Linked DNA regions of Mus musculus: regions 2, 3 and 4 are each linked to region 1. A link is a contact called in public capture Hi-C and promoter capture Hi-C data. All regions are on one chromosome and are shown on one strand. The core of a region is the stretch at or near the end of the contact, and the rest is flanking DNA. Distances in the headings are between cores, read along the strand shown.

Evidence for each region. Promoter capture Hi-C pulls out the DNA fragments that hold promoters and counts their contacts. Capture Hi-C pulls out chosen DNA fragments and counts their contacts.
Region 2: a promoter capture Hi-C map of the HPC-7 cell line shows a contact between it and region 1, with 2.4 times the contacts expected there. The contact joins the enhancer-like site here to the promoter of Itm2a in region 1. A contact is called at or near these places in 5 of 39 promoter capture datasets (the C10 cell line, the HPC-7 cell line, liver and 2 more).
Region 3: a capture Hi-C map of macrophages shows a contact between it and region 1, with 5 times the contacts expected there. The contact joins the promoter of Lpar4 here to the promoter of Itm2a in region 1. A contact is called at or near these places in 9 of 39 promoter capture datasets (the C10 cell line, the HPC-7 cell line, cranial neural crest and 5 more), 1 of 484 Hi-C or Micro-C datasets (myocytes), 3 of 115 datasets of contacts at active chromatin or transcription factors (craniofacial prominence, embryonic stem cells and stem cell-derived neural progenitor cells) and 3 of 9 other capture datasets (adipose tissue, liver and macrophages).
Region 4: a promoter capture Hi-C map of liver shows a contact between it and region 1. The contact joins the promoter of P2ry10 here to the promoter of Itm2a in region 1. A contact is called at or near these places in 6 of 39 promoter capture datasets (cranial neural crest, embryonic stem cells, hippocampal neurons and 3 more), 1 of 115 datasets of contacts at active chromatin or transcription factors (memory CD8 T cells) and 3 of 9 other capture datasets (adipose tissue, liver and macrophages).

What each region holds. Positions count from the first base shown.
Region 1 is chrX:107,401,387-107,404,987 of GRCm38.p6, forward strand. Itm2a (integral membrane protein 2A) reads right to left here and starts at 1,974. Exons shown (of 6, transcript NM_008409.2): 1 at 1,720-1,974. The coding sequence starts at 1,830.
Region 2 is chrX:107,037,727-107,041,225 of GRCm38.p6, forward strand. No RefSeq gene overlaps it. Among named protein-coding and RNA genes, the nearest start is that of P2ry10, 50 kb to the right of the region's middle. Within about 2 kb of position 1,600, at least 5 of the 459 cell types and tissues checked have an H3K27ac peak or open chromatin away from gene starts, as enhancers often do. A contact at or near this core is called in the HPC-7 cell line, where this site is marked.
Region 3 is chrX:106,918,920-106,922,617 of GRCm38.p6, forward strand. It overlaps Lpar4 (lysophosphatidic acid receptor 4), which reads left to right and starts at 1,706. Exons shown (of 3, transcript NM_175271.4): 1 at 1,706-2,070.
Region 4 is chrX:107,087,639-107,091,158 of GRCm38.p6, forward strand. P2ry10 (purinergic receptor P2Y, G-protein coupled 10) reads left to right here and starts at 1,695. Exons shown (of 3, transcript NM_172435.4): 1 at 1,695-1,789; 2 at 1,920-2,094.

The DNA of each region.
Region 1 (3,601 bases), core at 724-3,223:
TTCACTAGAGGTCCCTATTTAGGAGGAACAAGGATTTCTTTTGTTTTCGTTTAACTTTGTGAGATTCGGTGTAGTTGAACGAATTGATTATCATAGCTAATTTCTTTTTGAAGTGTATTTTAAAAGTTACTGTATATCACTTGCCAATATCAGTCCAATGTGTTCATTCTCTGTTGATCAGACCTAATCCATATATCGCAAAGTAATGTGTCATGTTTTACTGACAAAGGGGGCCAGGACAGGATTCTATTGCCGCTTCTCTGAAACCTAACAAAAAATATAATCAAGTGAAAGGTTTGTTTTTATTTAGTCCCCATCACACCACAGGACTGGCAGAAGTATTACATATTAATTGAATCTTTCTACAAGTCATGAAGTTTTTGGTGGCGAGGGGAAAAAAGGATTACTGTGTGGCTATTTTTAACAACTGGCATCTCCTTAGACCTCCCCTCAAATCTGGCCGTGTTTCATTTACAAAGTTAGTAGGAAGACAACTACATATTTTTGACCTTGTGTCATTTAATTAAAACCTCAACAATGCAAGGGGGGTGTTACTTTTGAGTTCTAAAATGTGTGATACACAAAAGCTAGTTTGATTGCAGTTAAATATCGGAAGTTTCCATGATGAAAGTTCTGCGGCAGCGCACATTGGCATTCCAAATTGTATGCATAATTATGTTTTACTATATGCATTCAGATGTCACTCAAAGCACTTTTCAAATATCCAGTCTGAACCTAGAAGAGAAAACTCTCTAAAGACACCAGGACAAGTTAAGGCAGATCGAGCTCCAGTACTGCAGATTCCACAGAAGTAGAAGAAAATATTATCACTTTTTCAAACTAAGATTTAACTGAGGAAAAAGAGTTTATCGACACTACAAACATGGTTGGCATTAAAAGGAAATATAAATTTGTCTAGATGAACAACCTAGGAAGAGAGAACTTCTCCAGTGCCTGGAAAATGAATTGTTTAAATAGCAACATGGATATGCTTCACATGGCTATATGAGGGATATTGCTAAAAAAATAATAAAAAGTAAAAAATAATAACAACCAAAACAATAAGATCTCAAATTTTATTTTTAAACGTGATTTATCAAGAATTAAAACCAATATATGTTTTAATAGCTCCATTATCTAACCCTTAACACTAACTAAAATTGTGTGTGTGGGGGGGTGGTGTGCGCGCGCGCGTGCACAGACACACACGCGCGCGCGCGCGCGCTCATGCGCGTGCAGAAACACACTTTCCCCAGAACATACAGTTTGGAGTTCAGGCTGCCCCTTGCCTCCATTCAACCGCCACAAAAGCAGTCCTACAAAGACAGAGATTCATATAACTTTACCCATGTCAAAAATAAAGAACAGTTAAGTCTCTTGCCCTTGTTCACTCCGTGTGGCTGCTCGGCCCCTGTAGCTATAATTGCTTCTCTGGATAATTCCATAACCCATTTCTCAGAACAAATGACATGCAGGAATTTCTTCAAACTCCTTCCAACAACTTCCCTGGGGTAGGTGGTGTTAAGCGATAGAATCGCATGGATGCAGAGGGAATAAGTTGAAGCAGAGTAAAAGGTGACCCACTCAACTCAATGCAGATTGGCCTGCCTGGAACTCCGCTGCAGGGCAGCCAACAGTTTACTCTCTGCACCTGCATATTCCCCCTTTTCTCTCCATCCCCAAACCCCAGAAGACAGAGGTGGGCCCAGTGGGAACTACCTTGCCAGTCAGGATTTGAGCTCGGACAGTGCGACTGACGAGCGCCTCTACATCTTGCCGCGCCTCCTCCTTTTGCACCGCCGTAGGGGTGTTGAAGGCGATCTTCACCATGGTGAATCTTCGGGCTGCGCGGTAAGGCGCGGCTCGAATCAGTATCTTGGGCTGCAGGTTGAAAGAGGAGAGGATCGCGCTTGCTTGAGCAGCACTTAGTGTCTCCTCTCCCAGTCTTCCACAGGCAGCAGCGAGCTCAGGTCTGGGCTTACTTATGACGCAGTCCCAGGCTGGGTGGGAGAGGGTGGGCGGGGCCAGGGAGGTGCTGAGGGAGGAGCGGGAGGGGGCCCGAGCTCTGCAGTGCAACCGAGTGGGGGTGGGTAGCTGCTTAGTTGGAAAGAGAGGGGAACTGGAGCTGATGGCCGGCTTAGGGTAGACATGCCTCACCTGCACCCCAGGCATGCTCCTACTGCCTTCTGCACCCTCAGATAAGAGCAAGGCAGGAAGGAAGCTTGCCTGTCGTGTCTTTCTGCTTCTGTCTGGACCACAATAGCCCCTGACTCTGTTTTCCCAAACTTGGGCCTGGCCCCCCGCGGGGCCAGGGACTGTAACTTGGAGCCAACCCAAGGTTTCTGAGTTCTGCAACCCACCCAGGCCAGAAAGCACAGTTCCCTGACTGTTCTACACCTTTAGACTATCTTCCGTTTAAAGAACACCCAGAAGTCAGTTTGTAGTTGCTTGTTTCATAGTCCAACATTGTTTTTCCTTTCATGCTTTTTGTTTTCTTTTATAATTTTATTTTTCCAACTTAAAGCAATGTTAGATGAGGAAGACGGGGCTTTTGTCTCCCTAACTCCTCATTTTGCAGACAGGACATGATAAGATCCAGAGAAGGGAGGGTAGAAAGCTCTTTCCTAATGAATCAGTGAAATAACCCAGATTTCTTTCTCCCTGATCGGGATAGCCAGAGTAAGGTCTCAGCCCAGAGCCTGTTTCTCTTCAGCCACCAGCTGTGTAACCAGCGGGGGGTGGGTAGGGGGAAGCAGGGGTGTGTGTACCTATGTGTTCAGGGATGTAGGGCATACACAATATAACCAGATGCTGGTGTGGCTCTCATAGGAAAACTATCTGACGGACTGGCTTACAAAGCATTGTGAAGATTTACATGGATATCCGTCTAGTAGAGTTAAAGTGTTTCTTCAGTCAGCTCTCTTAAACTGGTGACATAAAGAGCCTAACTAATGAAATTCAAGCTGTGGTGGCTGGTGATTTAGAGTTGGTGGTAGAGAGTTTATAAATAGTCTTGCTACATAAAACAGAATAGAGGTCTGTTGTATGAAGGGAGCAATACAAAACAAAGCCCCAACAAAACAAAACAAAACACCGTTTTACTAGAGAATTCCCCACCTACTCATCAACTTAACTGAACAGACTTGAATATGCTGAGTTGCTTCCCTTCTGTCCAAGAAATTCTAACTTGGAGTTTTTCCCATGGAGATTGTTTTGCCTCTAAAGCCCTCTCCTGTCTTGACTGTGGGGGCTTTGCAAAGACAGAGTTCATATTCTCTGATAGGTCACAGATGGGAAGGTGGATGGAGAGGAACAGTAAGGAGCTTGTGCCTTGCACAGGGTCAGGACCTTAGAAGCAGGATGTCAGAGTTTACTTAGAAATACTGGCATCTTTTGCTCTTTCACTTTTTACCTAAGTCTGACTATCATAATTCAACATTTGTCAGGCAATCCTTAGTTTTGGCATAGAAAACCTCAGTTTTCCCGGTATGTTTCTCTTTTCAGTTGCCCTCTGTTGGGATTCACCTTTATGACCACTTAGTTAGGATCTGTACTACACTGACCCACACCACCTGCATCACTGAATGCATACCTATTTCCA
Region 2 (3,499 bases), core at 350-2,849, 360 kb before region 1:
TTCAAAAAGATAGGGGGAGAGAGAGAGAGAGAGAGAGAGAGAGAGAGAGAGAGAGAGAGAGAGAGAGAGAGAGAGAGAGAGAGAGAGAGACAGAATGATAGAAGATACTTGAGAGTCAACGTTCTTTTAGTACAAAAGAAAAATGTTTGAGGGAAAACTGTTAAGTTCTTTTTCAGACATATATAGCATTTGAGTGTGTCTGAGACAATGAAGATGCATTCAGTGGGCTTTTATAGAATACCAATTTGGGATTAGAAAACTATACTTTTTGGAGATATAAATGCAAGAGCACTTAGTTTATAATGAATCTTTATTGTTATAACAATTTTAGGGTTTTGGCATGACCAGTTTCCTAAGCATATTTGATCATATTTGAAGTACTCAAATAGGACCATATCACATAGTAATAAAAGGGATATGTAGGATGGAGTAAGAAGGGAGCTAGATCTTTCACGAAACTTTCAGTGTTTTATTGGATAAACTAGAATTCTGGTTATCTGTTTTTTTGTATCACCCCAACAAAAGAGGAAGTATTTTTTTCTTTTTTGAGATTTATTCTCATTTAAATTTTTTTATGTGCGTGAGTGTTTTGCCTGCATGCATATCTGGGTATTATTTTCATTCAGTTACTTGGAGGCCAGAATAGGGTACAGTATTCCCTGGAATTGGAGTTGTAGATGGTTTTTAGCTGCCATGTGGATCCTGGAATCAAACCTGAATCTTCTGGAAGAGCAGACAGTGTTCTTAACTGCAGAGACATCTCAGCAATTTTTTTCCCTCCTAATTCCAGTTTCTATATAATTGGATAGTGGCTAGATTTGAATGTATTAATAGGTGTAAAGTATGTAAAATCCTTGATGTTCTGGAATTCGTAAGTGGTTTCAATGAATTAGGTTTCTACTACTTATATACTATAATGATTTCATATTGCTTCAGTTGTCTCAGACTAAGTTCAAAATAACAAGGCATCATTTCATTGAATATTTGCTTATTTCTGTGTTTATAAACACTTGATTGAGGATTTTATAAAAGTTGAATTTCTGTGTTAGTGGCTATATGGCTTAAAAATGCTTCTAGACATTGTTTAATTATCCTTCAAAACAATGAGTATAGATAATTCCCCCACTTCCTCACGAATATTAAATATTATCAATAGATATTTGCTGGTTTTTAAGTTTTTTTTCTTCATGAAATACACCAACTTCTCTAGGAAGATGTTTGTTGAAGACTTGGGAAGACATCAAATAGTGATGGCTCTTTGTTAACAATGTGACTAATTCTGAAACCTACATGGTCCTATTTTTTAGGTGATAGCTTTGGTACATATAAATATTTCTGGGTTAGAAAACTTGCTTCTCTGTTGAATGACATTTTCATACCCTCAAAACCTTACCCTTTCTGTGACTTTCAAAAATTCTGGATAAATGTAAAATGTTCTATATTTTGTTCACCAAACTTCTTTTCCATAAGAGTGATGAGGTAAATGATTGAATTAGAGAAAAACAATATGATGTTGCCAGATTCTATGGTAACTTCTTGAATCAGTATGCACATTTTCCCCCATGAGAATCTGCTGTAAGTTACTACACAGCTGCAAGAGATCTGATCAAGGAAAAGGACCAAGGATGACTTCAGCAAAAGCATTACTGGCTTCCTGTTTCTGTATACTCTAAAATATCATTACACTGAAATGCAAAGAGCAAGGGAAAACACTTGGAATAAATCTGAATCTATATTTGACAAGTCAGGCTGATTTTTGGAAGGTTATTCACTTAGCAATTGAATTGTTTATTCTTGTTTATTTTATTTTATTGTTGCTAAGATGACTTGATCAGATCAACTGTACTGGGATCTATACATTTTTCTTCAACCAAGGAAGAAAAGGAAGACTTTCATAGGACTTAATCTAATTATGTTTTTAATGCATTGTGCTGATCTAATATTTTCATTAAAGATCAGTGAAGCATGTAACAATACCTGACTGCAGTGTCTTGTTTTTCTCTATTTCAAAAGCATTCACTTCACATGTATTCTTGCCCTTGGTTCTTGCAAAAATCCTCTGAGGCAAGGATTTTTATCTACATTTTACAGCAGGGCCGGAACTGAAGCCCAGCTTATTTATCTCTTGCTCTTTCCTCTTGACAGATAGAGGAAATCGCTCATGAATAGAGGTATGACAGTTGCTTTAAGAATATAAAAACAGGCTTAAAATAATTTGACTAAAAAATAGAAAAGAATCATAGAATTTTTAAAGATGATTTTGAGAACTCAAACATTTTAATAGTTTCATTTGTATTTGATTCACACCAGAATTTTCCACTAAATTGGATTTATTGTAACAACATAGGTGGACATTTAATTTAAAAAGTAAAGAATATCATTAGAGGCAAAGACATACTTATATTGCTAAGATGTCTTGTTCAAATCGTGTGTGTGTGTGTATGTATCTTAAATCTTGATGACCATGAGATTCTATTCAATTCAGTTTAATTCAACAATGTGACTGAGCCTTTTTACATATACATAGATAACATACACATTTATATGTCATATAACACACACACACACACACACACACACACACACACACACACACACGACTTATACTTGCTATCCAGAGGTTGAAGGGGCACATTAGATGAGACAAATAGACAGAAATACAAACCCCAGCATAATGTAAATGACTACACTTTCTGGGTGTTCAAAAAGCATAATGATCTTCTCCAACAAAGTAAGAAAGACGTGAACTTTGAACAATACTTGGACAGAAAATTGGGTAAAAATTTAACTGGCAGCAGTGGAACTGGAGTTTATGGAGATGAATTGATTTATACAAAGGCTTGGAGATCAGACATTCTACTGTGTTTGGAGATTGAGATGATTAGTTTACTTGAAGTACAGTACAAATTGGGGGCAGAGAAGTAAGGCATTGAGATCTCAGTAAGAGTGTACCACAGAACTAGTGCATTTTTATGGGTCACTGAAGGTTTCAATCAAGATAGTAGACGTGATTACAGCTAACAATTAAGGAGAGGAAGATGAGAGCTCTGTGTAGGACATGTAGCCACGTGAAAAATAGTGACACCATTGTAGTACTTGAGCTGTGACAGAAAAATGGCACAAAATATGGAGTTAATGAATACTTTTGGGTAATGTCATTGTTGTTTTCCTTGTTTAATTGAATATCTGATGAGTTGTGACAGATTATGACTCACAAAGTAAAACCAAAGCAACTAAATAAAAATAAAATAAAATAAAACAAAACAAAACATAGTTTTGCATCTAGAGCATTAATTTTGATATCACCATACATTCCCAATAAAACATTTTGGGATTTCTGAATTGTGTGAATCTAGGGACTACAGATACTATTATAATTTTCTTCTCATTTTCTGTGGGTAATATAAATTGCACTTTACCTTCCATTCAGGAAGTCCTGAGTTCAACTCGAAGGATGAAAATATAAATAAAATAACTTCTGAAGATTATGTCAAATTTT
Region 3 (3,698 bases), core at 456-2,955, 480 kb before region 1:
TTAACCATTTCTCACAAAGAGCCTGGAAAGTTGCCCCTTTTCATGTTTGTGTTACTTAAGCTCTGGGTGACCCTAAAACTCGATTCAAACCTCACATTATCTAGGAAGTACTTTTGGCACTCACTCGGGTGCTTTATTTTCATTCCCTGAACTATGGCAGAACTCACACTTCTTGTAACTACTTTAATAGTTTTTGTTTTTGAAATCACTTTGGTATCTCACTACTCTGTATGTCTTTTTGCCTTCAAGTAGAGTATGAAGTTCTGCAGAAGAGTGATTTCATCTTTAACTTTTTTTTTAGCCTATCACAAGCTGCTCTAGGCCCAAAGTAAATGAGAAGGAAGACAACCAGTGAAGATATAGAAATAAGTTAACCTGAGGCAGCCAGCAAGAAACAGAAAACAGGGATGTGGAAGAGGAAGCTGTAGAAAAGAGATTTTTTTCCAGAGTCAGTAAGGCTAGTGTCAACTTCACAATGACCTGTTACAGATGGTTAGTAAGGGAAGCTCCAAAACAGGTCTGAAGGGAACGTGAAGATAAGCATGGTACACATTTTATTTGGGATGTAGCTTAACTATGTAGATTGAAGTTATGAAGCAGCAGATGGAGGTTCTCCCATTCATCTGGGGGCCATGGTTCTGCCCAGAAAAAGGGAAGCAACGAATCCCTGCCAAGGGGTTTCATTCCTAAGAAGGGGCAGGACGTTGCTGTTGGTGGTGGTATTGGCAGTGTTTGGAGGTAGAGGAGAAAGGGATGGGCAAGGGGAGGAGTTTCTGGTAGTAGGGAAAGGCTAGCAATGGCTGTTACAAAAGGGAAGTTTCCACAACAAACTCAGACCAGGGAGAGGGAGGAGAAGAAAGAAAACTGGAGGCCAAGGGGGAAGCAGTGTGGTTGACCAAGGCAGTCCAGTCTACCTATAAGGTTCAGAGCTTGTCTAGGGCAAACGTGGGGTAGAGTAGAAGGTAACAGCTCTCTATGAACAAATTGCATCTGAACTATTTACTTTTAGTAAACCTCCGAAAATTTCATGGCAATTACACTTCCTGCCATGCAGTTATTTAAGAGAAATGGCTTTCCTTCTGCTACTGAGCTTTGCGTGGATCATGTAAGGCGAGTGTTATAGCTCTGGGCAACTTCACTAGGACAGTCTGAAGGCATTTTTTTTTTTCTGGCTTAAGTAAGTGACTATGGTATTGAATTGAATTTTGTTTTGGAGAGTGACAGAAATTCAATTATGCAAACTGTGATAACCATGCATTTCCAGTTGTTTTTTTTTTTTTTTTTTTTTTTTTTGCCTTTCCCCCTGCCCTCTCCTTAATTCTTACTAATAGTTTTTGTGATTGTTTTAAAAAAAAAAACTTAGGAGCAAACAGGGCTGCTCCTCCCAGTTTGGAGTTTTGTCTCCTCCTCCTTCTCATTAGAATTGTAAGAGGGTAGCGGTCCTGCTGCAAAGACAGGCAGACAAGCTTTCTCTGTGAATTAATTGGTCAGGAAAGACACTTTTTATATTGTCAAGTGGCACTTAAGCCACTAATTCTTGACTGTGAAACTGCTTTTCCTGGGCAATGCTCTTTAAGGAAAAACTTCTTCAGTCCAGCGATTGGTGGTGACTAAGGGAACTATGAAGCACAGGGGATTGGGCGGGATCACGGCTCCTAATAATGCCTCCTTATCCAATGAAAAGCATTTCCTATTGAGACCCCCAAGAGTTCCCCCGGCGGCCCTCGGCTCCAGCAAGACTTTGGGCCTTTTCTTGTGTCCTGTTTGTTAAAGGCATGCGGGCTCCAGCATTAAAGAGGGCTAGTCCTTAACAAAGGGAAAGCGATAAATGTAAATAAGCTCACATTTTCAGAATGAGCGGTTTGCAGTAAGGAGCTGCGGCAGCCCAGAGTCTGCTCTTTTTGGGCTGGGCTAACCTTTCCCTGTTTTTTGTTTTTTGTTTTGTTTTGTTTTTGTTTTTTATGGATAAAAATATGCGCTTCCGAAGTGCGAGTTGCCAGTTTACACGTTTATTAGCTAACTATCTACAGGCATGAGCACATTCTCTCATCTAGCACACTCTTTCTTGGGGTAAGTCTCTTTGAGAAAGATTTGATTTTGGCGTTTGGGGGTGGGGGATGGTGTAAGAAACTTCAATCGAAACGCTGATGCTTTGAGTGTTTGGGGAAAGAAGTTAGACTTCAGCTCTGAAGTACTGAACAAGGATCATCGTGTTGAATGGTAAAAAAAAAAAAAAAAAAAAAAAAAACACAAGAATTTCTATTGTTTTGGCAGTAAATACTGTTTCAGTGGGAGAGAGACAGGATTTTCAGGCTGTTGTTTCATGTAAACACAGTCCTAAAGAGCTGATTCAAAATCACAGGGTAGAATAAGTTAGAAAGTCTTTTGGCTAGCATTATATTTCTTTGGTTTACAAAAGATTGTGAGCTAACGTGGCTTTTATTATGATGAGGTTTCTTCTAGTAAAACTATACACTACATGCCTTTGATGCTTAATTGATTTATGGAGAATGTGACATTTGCTATATTGAATAATTCATGAACTGCCCATAAAGGAGGAATCATGTTTGAATGAAAACTGAATTCTAGCATAAATAGAATTTTCTATTACTTGTGAAATTACTTGCTATTTGCCATGTAAATGCAACACAATGTGACATGTCTAAAATTCTCTTGCATATTATAAATATTTTAAATATTTTTAGTGAAAAAGACTTGTTGAATTAATTAGTATTGTATGCTAGGTAATTTCTGTTTGGGAAGCAAATACAGCATTGTAATTTATCATGATTTTTGTGGGGGGAGAAGACCAGAGAAATTGAAAAAATTTGAGTATGTCAAAAAGCTTGATAATGTTATTCACTTTGCTGCTTTACCAAATAATGCATCTTTCTTTTCCTTGACTAGCATAAAAGCTTCAATAGTAACTTATAATCAAAGTTATCCAGTGGCTTTTTCACATGTTTATTTTTTCAGAGCAAACTCCCAACAGCTTGCCCCAACAAAAATAGATTATAAATCCTTTTGCCTTGTTGCAAATGAGAAGTTGCACTCTTGCAAAGGATGAGCTCAGCTGATAAACCTCATGGCTCCTACATTCTGAAGCACCTCCTGGCTGCCAATCAGAGATGTGAATGAAAGCCCTTTTGGAACAACCAGGGCAGCCTTTCAGAATGTGTATTCTCTAAGTTAAAGGGAGGACTGGGAAGATGCCTTATAGCACCACTCAAGCCAGGCTTAGACAAAGTTTAATCTATTCAATTCCCTTTGTGGGAGAAAATGCACTGAAGTTTGTTGCTCTTGCTGTGATTTGGTCACTGTCTTTTATTCTCTGTCTGTCAACATATACAGTCTGTTCTTGGCCCTCTGGAGTGGGAACTAAAAAAACCCTTATAATTGTCAATATTGGTACTAAAAATTGGGAACTTCATAAAAGGCCACTCAGCTCTGAGAATCCATTTTCAGCTTTTAGGGGATAAACAACTGATAAGAACAGTGAATAGTCTATTGTGCAGAGTTCTATTCTGGGGTAGGCTGTTGACCCCACACTTTGAGGGCAAGGTGTTCAGGTAGGGGGGACTAAAGAGCTGAGACCTCCACAATTAAAGTTGATATTGAATAGGCAATTCAGAGGACAGGGAAGATGAGAGCACGAGGAATGTAGGAATTTAGGATGTAAATGTCACCTTGCTCTATAA
Region 4 (3,520 bases), core at 445-2,944, 310 kb before region 1:
TGATAGGCAAGGCTACTTGAATACAAGAGAGAGGTGGGGTAAGTAACCACGCTTTTCTTCTAGCAACATTAAGAAATTGTCTGCGAAATGAATGTGGTATGTGGTGACACTGGTCACTTGTCAGGAAAGGATTTCTTTCTCCTTCTATCCCAGGCTTTGGCCTCAAAGTTCAGCAGATCTTGAAGTACATATGTATTTTTCAGAGAAGGATAATACCTTAGAAAACTGGCTCACAATGCTCATACTCGCAAGGGACAGATTTGCAACAGGACGCCAATTTAATAATTTATAGTACAGAAAAGAACTGCCAAATGGACTGAGATGTGTGTTGGCCTGTCAGCTTAGTCTCTTTTCAGTAAGGATGCCAAATCAAAAAACGAAATTAACAACAGATTGGAGCTGGATAAATCTATGCAATCCGAATTAAGAAGAGGACTGCAAGGTCAAGCTTGTTTCATTACATAGTTCAGCCAGGAAGAATACCCTATTTTGTTGCCAATCCTCACAAGTCATGGTCCTATCATCAATCAGCCCAGACTCTTAGTTTCTAATGCTAAAATCATTTCTTTTCCATCCCTCAACGCCCCTGTGACTTTTTATTGGACATCCCTGAGTGCTGGGCCTAGCTCCACCTAGATCTCTAACGGTTCTGCTTTTCTAAGATGCATTCGTTGCAAAATGAGCTGTTGCAGTTCCAGGTTGCCCTCCTACAAAAACGTGGTCTACTATTTCCTTCTTTCACCAGTCTTATCTGTGAATCAAAATGCTACTCTTTGACCTAACCCACAAGTATTTATGTTTTTCTTCCTTACTATGGTTATTACCCAGAAAGTTTGTTGCAGCTGCAGGCTGCAAAGTCTAAGTGTGGTTCTTTCACATGCCTGTAGAGGTTTGTACTACTTTGTAAGTAAGCCTTGTTTCTGAGATTTTTTTCTGAAACTTAGCTGAAAGTGTTGTTTCTATGTGTGTAGTATTTACTTGCGTATTTCTGACAATTCCATAGACATTGTGAAGAATCATTGTGAAGACTCCTATTACACTAGAGGCAGATCTGTGATCAATCACACTTTTCTTTTACTTACATGTACATTCCTTGAGAATTCATTTATTCACCCACTTGCACACTTTTCACTTAAACATTTGTGAAAATACTTTATGTACAGTACAAAAATAATCTAGACATAGCCTTTGCTCTCAGTATGATGTAGTTTTCAGTATAGCAAAGGCACAATAAATAAACAAAACAAGTTAAGTACACATTAAAATGTGAATCTAGAAATGGACTGATAGAGATGAGGATGATCTAGATTGAGTGGAAAGTTTAAACTGAGAGAGTCCCATTGTTAGTTTTGATATGTATTTTGAAGTTTGCCTCCCAAAATTCAAAGAGCAGCAGCTTCCCAGGTCTTAGGTAAATTTTCTTTATATTTGGCTTAGAAGTCTTATCTTGGCCCCAAACCTACTGGATTTAGTAAGAAAAACATTCGAGTTGTGGTAGAAGGAAATAAGGTAGGTAACAGTTAAGAAGACAAGGACGTATTAGCTGTTTGTACAGCACAAACGAAATAAAGAAGAAATCACACTTGATTAACGTCATCTGCTCAAGGGACTTACCTACGTTCTGTGCAAGCAAGGTTTCTGTGGTGAGACATTAATGTGCTCTACTTCCTCTTTCAACATTATTTTTCTTTCAGTTATCAGCAGGATATGTGCTTGCTGCCCAGAGTTGTACCTTTTTACTCTCATCTCTTTGCAAATATACAAGACTCTATCCCAGCTCAGCATCAGGGTAAGTTCTAGCCCAGCACCTGTAACTTTGTGGTTCTGTTTGGGAGGATTGGTGGAGAAAGAAAGATCTGGACTGGGGCAGATGTGAAGGCCGTGTTTTGAATAAAATGGTCTTTGGTTTCCCATCTCAGGATTGTTACAGAGGGAAGAAATGTGATTGTCTTTCAGTCTAGCCAGAGTTCAAAGTGAAGTATAATGTGATCAGCTTCCACTGTTACAATAGCAGTATGAAGGATGTGATGCAACTCACTGCTTGCTAAAGGGGCTTTCTATACAGTTGACAAGGAGTAGTGGATGCCACAAAAGGTAAGTACAGTGTTGCATTTAGTCTCATTTGGAACAATTTGACATACTTAGTCAATAAAAGAGGATTTGAACTTGTGCTGTGTGTAATTTATCTAGTTACATACAAAAAATAATCTAGGTTTGAGCTCTTAATGGTAATCTTAGCTTACAGAGATACTGGGACAAATAGTATTTTTTTTTTTCTCTAGCATGAAGGAAGACAGTCTGATGATTTATTTTGGAGCTAAAAGGTCTATACAGATAAAAATTCCTTATGATACAGTCAAATTATCTGAGACAGTGAGATGAAGCCACTTAAGAACATTCAGGTAATTAGTGGCAGAATTACAGCTATGAACTGTGTCTTAAAACACATGTTCATTTTTCCTTACAGAAGACTGTGTCTTTCAGTAGTATAAAACTACCTATGACCCGTTTGATTGTCAAAGTTTGTTCAGAGGTATTCCTTGATTCATTGTTGTTCTAACTTCAATGCTTAGAGATAGCAGAGTTCAAATGTGAGACACTTATCTTTTCAGTGAATGCACTTTAGAGTGGAGCTAGCAGTAGTGAGTCAAAAACCAGCTTCTCTAGGGATTTCTTCATGGCAGACTGTGTGCTTGGATAATCCCAGAATTAGTCTACATACAATGATGCCGACTTTGCTCAGCTTCTCAAGAGAAGAGAGTCTCGATTTTTAGAATTCTTCAAGTGGGGATATTTTTGTTTTGCTTGTTTAAATAAATGCAGGGAGTCATTGTTATAGTTACTAATTAGAGAATTTATGCAAAACTAAAATACAGGGTACATGGGTAGGCGTTATGCAAATATACTTAGGGTTTCTAATTGTCTAAACTATACGGATTATCTAGGCCATAAATTTAGGACAGTTGCTTTTTATAATGTTTTTTGCTGAATCCAATTGCTTCTTTGGTCAAACACAGTTCTTTTTAGGGCCTAATTGAAAAAGTTGTTCGGTTTGAACTGTATGGACTATTAAATCCAAGTAGTGAAAGAACAAAGAACTCCAAGTGAATAAGCACAGTTTTGGGGGAAGTTTTGGGGTGGTACTTGGTGGCTGTGTTTGAGATAAATAACTTGGGGTTCTATGATGCTCTTGCCATGGTTCTAACAAAGAACACAGATATGTTTGCTGTGAAACTACAGTATGGACAATTTTCCACAATCAGGGCAATGGTTGGGTGGGGAGTTCTACAGTGTACTTTAATTAAATTATCCCAAAATTTTACTTGAAGTTCATATCAGGATTTGAAAGACATTAGTTCTTTCAAGAAACAAACAAACAAAAAATTAATGAAAGCTTGCTGTTGTAAAGAACCAATCCTGGACTTAGAACAATCTACTCATTGCATTGGTACTTTGTAACTATAGTGTATGTTGTCACCAAGAAGAATGTGGACATATATACTTTTAGCACTTTTATTAG